Linked DNA regions of Mus musculus: region 2 is linked to region 1. The links are chromatin contacts, called in public Hi-C maps. All regions are on one chromosome and are shown on one strand. The core of a region is the stretch at or near the end of the contact, and the rest is flanking DNA. Distances in the headings are between cores, read along the strand shown. Region 1 holds the start of Kif18a (kinesin family member 18A). Region 2 has its middle 130 kb from the start of Kif18a.

The links. A called contact is a pair of places that touch in the nucleus more often than the background predicts.
Region 2: a Hi-C map of embryonic fibroblasts shows a contact between it and region 1, with 5 times the contacts expected there. The contact joins the enhancer-like site here to the promoter of Kif18a in region 1. A contact is called at or near these places in 2 of 484 Hi-C or Micro-C datasets (embryonic fibroblasts and ventricular fibroblasts) and 2 of 9 other capture datasets (liver and pancreatic islet).

Annotation. Positions count from the first base shown.
Region 1 is chr2:109,278,941-109,282,135 of GRCm38.p6, forward strand. Kif18a (kinesin family member 18A) reads left to right here and starts at 1,798. Exons shown (of 17, transcript NM_139303.1): 1 at 1,798-1,953. It also overlaps a transcript of Mettl15 not described here.
Region 2 is chr2:109,405,180-109,408,074 of GRCm38.p6, forward strand. No RefSeq gene overlaps it. Among named protein-coding and RNA genes, the nearest start is that of Kif18a, 130 kb to the left of the region's middle. Within about 2 kb of position 1,577, at least 48 of the 459 cell types and tissues checked have an H3K27ac peak or open chromatin away from gene starts, as enhancers often do. A contact at or near this core is called in embryonic fibroblasts, where this site is marked.

The sequences.
Region 1 (3,195 bases), core at 548-3,047:
CAAAGATGGAATGTACATGCCTACTTAGTCATTTACCAATATAATTTTTCAAGATAACAAGATAAACATATTTTCAAACTAAATTAAAATATATTATAGTCACTTGACCTAGAAAGTATTTTAAAAACAAATGGCTAATTTTGACTTGGTTTCTTTTACAAGAGAAATACTTCCCTATAAAAGTTTTTCTAACACTTCAGTTTTCTCCTAATAAAATCAAAACAATATGTTTATATCTTATAGTCTGTTTTGAGAATAAAGTAAGGTAATGTTTAAGGGGTTAAAAATATGCCTGAGACACCAAAGGTCAAGCACTATATATGGAAAGAATATTTAAAACAAAATGAACTCTCCTCATTTTTTTTTTTCGAGACAGGGTTTCTCTGTGTAGCCTTGGCTATCCTGGAACTCACCCTGTAGAGCAGGCAGGCCTTGAACTCAGAAATCTGCCTGCCTCTGCCTCCCAAGTGCTGGGATTAAAGGCGTGTGCCACCACTGCCTTGCAAACTCTCCTCATTTTTATTACCAAACCAATGTCACAAAAATGATGATGGCATTAGTTGGTACATATACTATAATAAGAAATAAGTAGTCACTTTATTGACGCACTCTCCAGGGCTCAGAAAAAATTCATAAAACAAAGAATAATGTATAATTTGCAACTCTCCTGATTTTCTTCAGTAGATTTAAGACATAATCATAATCTATGGGATTTCAACGTAAAAATGTGACTAATAGTACTCTGCACTGCTGGGTGTGGTGGCCTATGCCTTTAATCTCAGCACACAGGAAGCAGAAGCAAGAAGATCTCTATATGTTCCAGCCCATTTGTGTCTACATGGCAAGTTCCAGGCCAGCCATGACTACTGGGCAAGACCTTGTTTAAAAATATAAAATAGATTAGATAGATAGATAGATAGATAGACAATAGACAGACACATGCATAAATCCTCTGCCCTGTAACATCCTATTTTTACAGAAATCTAAACTCCAGGAGGGAAGGGATGCTGACTTCAGTGTGTACTAATATGCTCCTAAAATCTGCAAGTAAGAGTTGCTTACTAAATAGAGTCATATAAACAATAACAATGTAATTCAGATCGTACTACTAAATTTTTCTAAAGGGTTGAGAATGTCAACTGATAAAAGGCTTGCCTAGCCAACAATACAAATATAAAATACCCTGCCAATTTTTTAATATTCCCTATGTTTTTAATGCATTTTTCTTTCTAATGTATACATTCAGAAATAATGCAATCTGAAACAAGAAGCCCATGATCCAATAATGTGACTAGGCCAATATATTTAAGTGATTTTTAGTTTGTAAGGTCATACTTGGAGCATGTTAAATGCTGGCAAATAGCAAATATTTTCGCAAATACCAAATATTTTTAATCAGTAATAACGGGAGCAGGCCAGGAAACCCTGACAAAAGAAGACTTGGGACTTGTAATTAATTCACATGGAGGCACCATACCTTCCAAAGCCTGAGTCCTAATCCTTGGGAACTTGACTAATCAGAAAGGGAAAAAGGACAAAATAACCCAGGCCCTTTTACAGGCCCGCAGACTCCGCCTCTCCCCCTAAGAGAAACATCACCCAAAGCCCAGGGCACCCCAGACCCTAGGACTGTGGCAATACTAAATATCCCAGGTGGCTGCTTCCCACCTGCACCGCCGCCCGAGCTCCGCCCACCTCCGTCACGGCTGCCGGAAACGACCGCGCGCGTTGCCACGGCGACGCCCAGGAAAGTAACTTCTCCTCCGGCATCTGAGGCCCAGCCTCTGGCGCCAAACTGCGAGTCGCTCAGGAAAACGTCTGACGTGCTGACGTCATCCGAACGGCAGCCAATGAGATGGATAGCTGGGGAAGCTGGCTTGGGTTTGAATTTGTGGCTGTGTTTGGAGCGCCTGGAAGCCAACTCTGCCAAGTTGTGACGGTCACTTCTTGTAGGTGAGTGAGGTGGGCGCTGTGTCTGGGGACGCGTGGGTTGATTCGAGGGTCGCCGGAGTGGAGGATCCGGTGTCAGGCGACAAATTAGCTTTCGGCGGGCGATGCAGGTCGAGGGTCCCCTCGGTATTGCGGCTTGGAAAGACCCGGAGCTACCGAGTGTGCATGACAAGGCGAGCCTTTCTCAGCACCGAGGTTCTAGGCTTCGCCACTGAACCCCGAGGGGAAGCTGGTCCCTTTCTCAGACTTAAACTGAGGACGCTCACAGTTCAGCCTCCTAGAGCGTGAGGTTCCTTCCGGATTCCAAATTCAGAGTGTCCTGCTTGGGCTGCACATGGGAGTGTGCGACTTCTGGGCTTTACTTCATGGGAGGAGCTTTTGTGCAGAGAGGCTGTCAGGTCAGTCTGGAGCCCAGTTGTAGCCTCAAGCAAAACCGGCCCTGACTGCTCACCTGTGATGCTGAAGGTCACGGAAAAAAAGAAACAAAGACAAAAAAGTGCCAGGAGGCCAGAAAGCAGCCTCTAATCCTGCAGTTTCTGCAGCCTTTTCAGCAGGAGCTCATTTGCCTTGCCTAGTACAAAAAAAGCCAATGCTGACTGTTGCTCATTATAATATGAATGGGGATTACTGGAGTAGAACTAATTTTGTTGGTGACATCAGTCCACTTTGTCCAGTTCCTACCTTGGGTTTTGGAAGGTTTTCTTGACCTTTGATGTTAGAGAATATGAATCCCACAGAGCTAATAAATAGTACTTGCTATTGAATTCAGTGTATGAAAAGAACTATTTCAGTCAGCAGGAATGATTTGCCTTGAGAGGTATTCTCATTGAACCAGTATTTACAGATATTTAAGATTTTTTTATTTTAAAGAGCATTTTGTCCCACTGTAGTTATACTTTTCAATAGACACTATAAATTGACTATGCTGTTAATGCTATGAAAGGCAATAGAAAAACAATTGGCCCACCACCAATACTGATAATCTTCCCTCGTGTTAGTAAGGCAGTCAAATCAGTGACTGACAGAAAGGTTTAAGCCAGATAGAAACTGTAAATGAGGCAAGGTCCCTGTTCTAAACCATGTCGAATCAGAATTTTCTACCTGAGTTGGGAATAATTCGTAGCTATGTCATTGTGCTTCTATACACCTGTTTGGAAGCATTTTCTTTTTCTCAGTCATGAGATTTGGATTTGTAGCTGGGTCCGCTTTCTGTCATATTAGTAATAACATTTGGAAACATTACTA
Region 2 (2,895 bases), core at 327-2,826, 130 kb after region 1:
AGTCCTCCAGCAAGTTTCTGTATATTTCCCTTTCTATTAACACATCTACTCATCAGTCTTCATGGCATTTTAGGTCTTGATTGAGCCACTGCAAGAAAGCTATATGATAGCTAAGAACTGTATCGTTGCATTCAGAAAGACCTGGGTATCAAATATGGTCCCATCACTTATCGGTGACATGGCTTAAGATAATTGGCCTGATTTTAGGCTTTTAATTTCTCATTGCAAATGAAGCTAAAATATTTATATTATACCCCCCCTAAAGTGACCCAGTCTAATAATGAATGATCACATTTCAATCAAGAGATCCCTTAAATAATACTTTTCCAGAATTTATGAAACCTGTTAAGATCACCACAAACAAGGAAAATCTGGGATACTGTTATAACTATGAGATGTTTAGGAAGACTTGTCAACTGAAGAGAATGAGGGGTTCAAGCTGAGATAGATCATCAATGGAAAAAGACATCAGGTAAAAGCAAAGGGATTCTAAATAGCATGTGGAGTTTGGTTAATAACAAATGCTAATTCATTTATTATATAATGATATAAAGTATTAGTAGCAGGGCAAATTGTGTATGAAGTACATAGGAACACTCTGTGTGACCTTCGGAATAGTTTGTAAATTTAAACCTTATTATAAAAGAAATAAATACTGACTCATGGGTATATATAAGGTACAAACTTTGCATTTCGGTACCTTGTAGGCAGAATAGAGTCCAATCAATAGCAGCAATTCCTATTAGGCTATCCTACCTTGCTTTTCTCTCTCACTGTCACTGTCTCTTAGTGTCTTAGGAAGTGTTCACAACACTCTGTAAGGCACCTTCCAGCTAGGAGACTCTGAGCCTCTCTCACTGAATTTCCTTGGACCTGATTTGCTATATGTGAGTAATAGTCACCATCCTTCCAACCTCCTTGGACACAGTAAAATAACTTGATATTTACTTTCTTTATTATCCAGCTCAATGCAGCACTTAGGCTCTCTTGGAAGTTTCCTTTATCAAAAGACTAGGAATCAGAATGGTTATCCACACACACCCCCTGCCGCACCCCTGCAATGGCTTCAGAGGATTGACTATTAGATTCTGATGTCAGAGAAGCCACTATCACTAGTCCTGTGCATCTGGGCTTATAACAAGAAAGCCATAAACAGAAGGACTCTGGAAAGTGGTCCAGGAAAAAAAAATCAAACTTCTCTGCACAAACCCAAGATCTCTGGGCTGACTACCTTATGGCTTGTAGGGCTGTCTCATTCTCCATTGGCTCTTTAGGAGCCTGTTTGCAAAATCTCATCAAAGCTCTTTCAAGAAGAGAAATTAACTAAGTGCAAGTTGAAGTGTGTATGCTCTTCTGTGTGGCCCCAGAATGATTTGAGTCTACTGAATGGAATTTCATACATGTGTTGAGTGAAGTGATTTATTATGGGTGGTAATGGAAATTAATTTCACTTTGAACCCTGGGGCACCAGAAAATGCCTAAGTGCTGAGCCATTTTCTGTAAGTAGGCTATAAAGCAGCAACGTGCTTCTGACTGGGTGGTGAGGTGGCAATGACCACTTGTAAAACAATGAGCTAGAATAGGAAGTTAATGGGCCCTGGCCGTCAGGCAGCCTCTAGAGCCCGTCCTACTAGCCTCTGCTGTCAGGGGATTCTCAGGCTTCTTGGCGCCATGGATAATGGATACAGCAACAGTCCCCGTATGCTCAAGGAGAGCCAAAGAGAATAGGGTAACATTCCTTGAAGGTCAATGACCAAGCATGACCAAAACACTTGGCTCAGGGGGTAACCCCATCGCTGGGACTACCCTTAGTAGGAAGCAAACTGGTTCAGAGCTATAAATGGCCAGAGAAGATCCTGTTTCTAAGAATGACCTCAGCTAAAGCGCTCAGTGCTGCATTTGAGAAGAAAAGTGTTTACCTAGAGGACCTGTGGAGGTTTCCACCACACTCTACTGATTCAAAAACTTGAAAAATTCCCAGTTCGTAAACAAAATTGTCAAAAAAATTAACAAAATACAGTCTTTTAAACAAATGGTATTGAGGAAACAGTTTCAACGAATAGAAAAGTGAAACTAGAACCAGTATCTTTCATCTTGTATATAAATGAATTCAAATTAGATAAAGGACCCTACTGTAAGACCTAAAACTTGGAAACTACCCAAGGACAACTGAAAAAAGACTTCGAGATATAAAAAAAATAGGCAAGAGCTTTCTCAAAAGGATTTCAAAGCATGAGAAACCAACCACCCTAGAAACTGACCAGAGGAGGATTGCATGGTATTAAACATCTTCTGCACAACAAAGAAAACATTTAGTAGAGGGAAGAGACAACCTACCAAAAAACAAACAAGCAAACAAACAAAAAAACAAATTCTTGCCAACTCCATATTAACTGGGGAATTAATATTTGGATATACAAAGAACTTGAAAACTTAAACAGCCAAACTCCAAATCCCATTAAAAATGAGCTAGTGAACTAAATAGGTTGTTATCAAAAGAAAAAAATACAGATGGCCAATAAATATATGTGGAGAATGCTTAACACTCTTAGCCAACAGAAGATTGGGAATTAAAACTATTTTTCAATAATATCTCTCTCACTCCAGCCAGAAGAAAACAGATGGCAATAGTTCCTTGTGAGGACATCAGGAAAGATAGCTCATTATATACAGCTGTTGGGAATTTGCACTGGCCCATTCATAATGGAAATCAGTGTGGATGTTCCTCAAAAACTGCTTTATAATCCAGCTGCAATGCTTTGGGGTATATACCTAAGGACTTCTAGCTAGCACTCCATAGTGATACTTGCATGGCTATGTTTATTGCTGTATTATTCAAAATAACCAGGTAATGTAACCACTTTAGATGTTCATTAACAGCTAAATGAGTGAAAA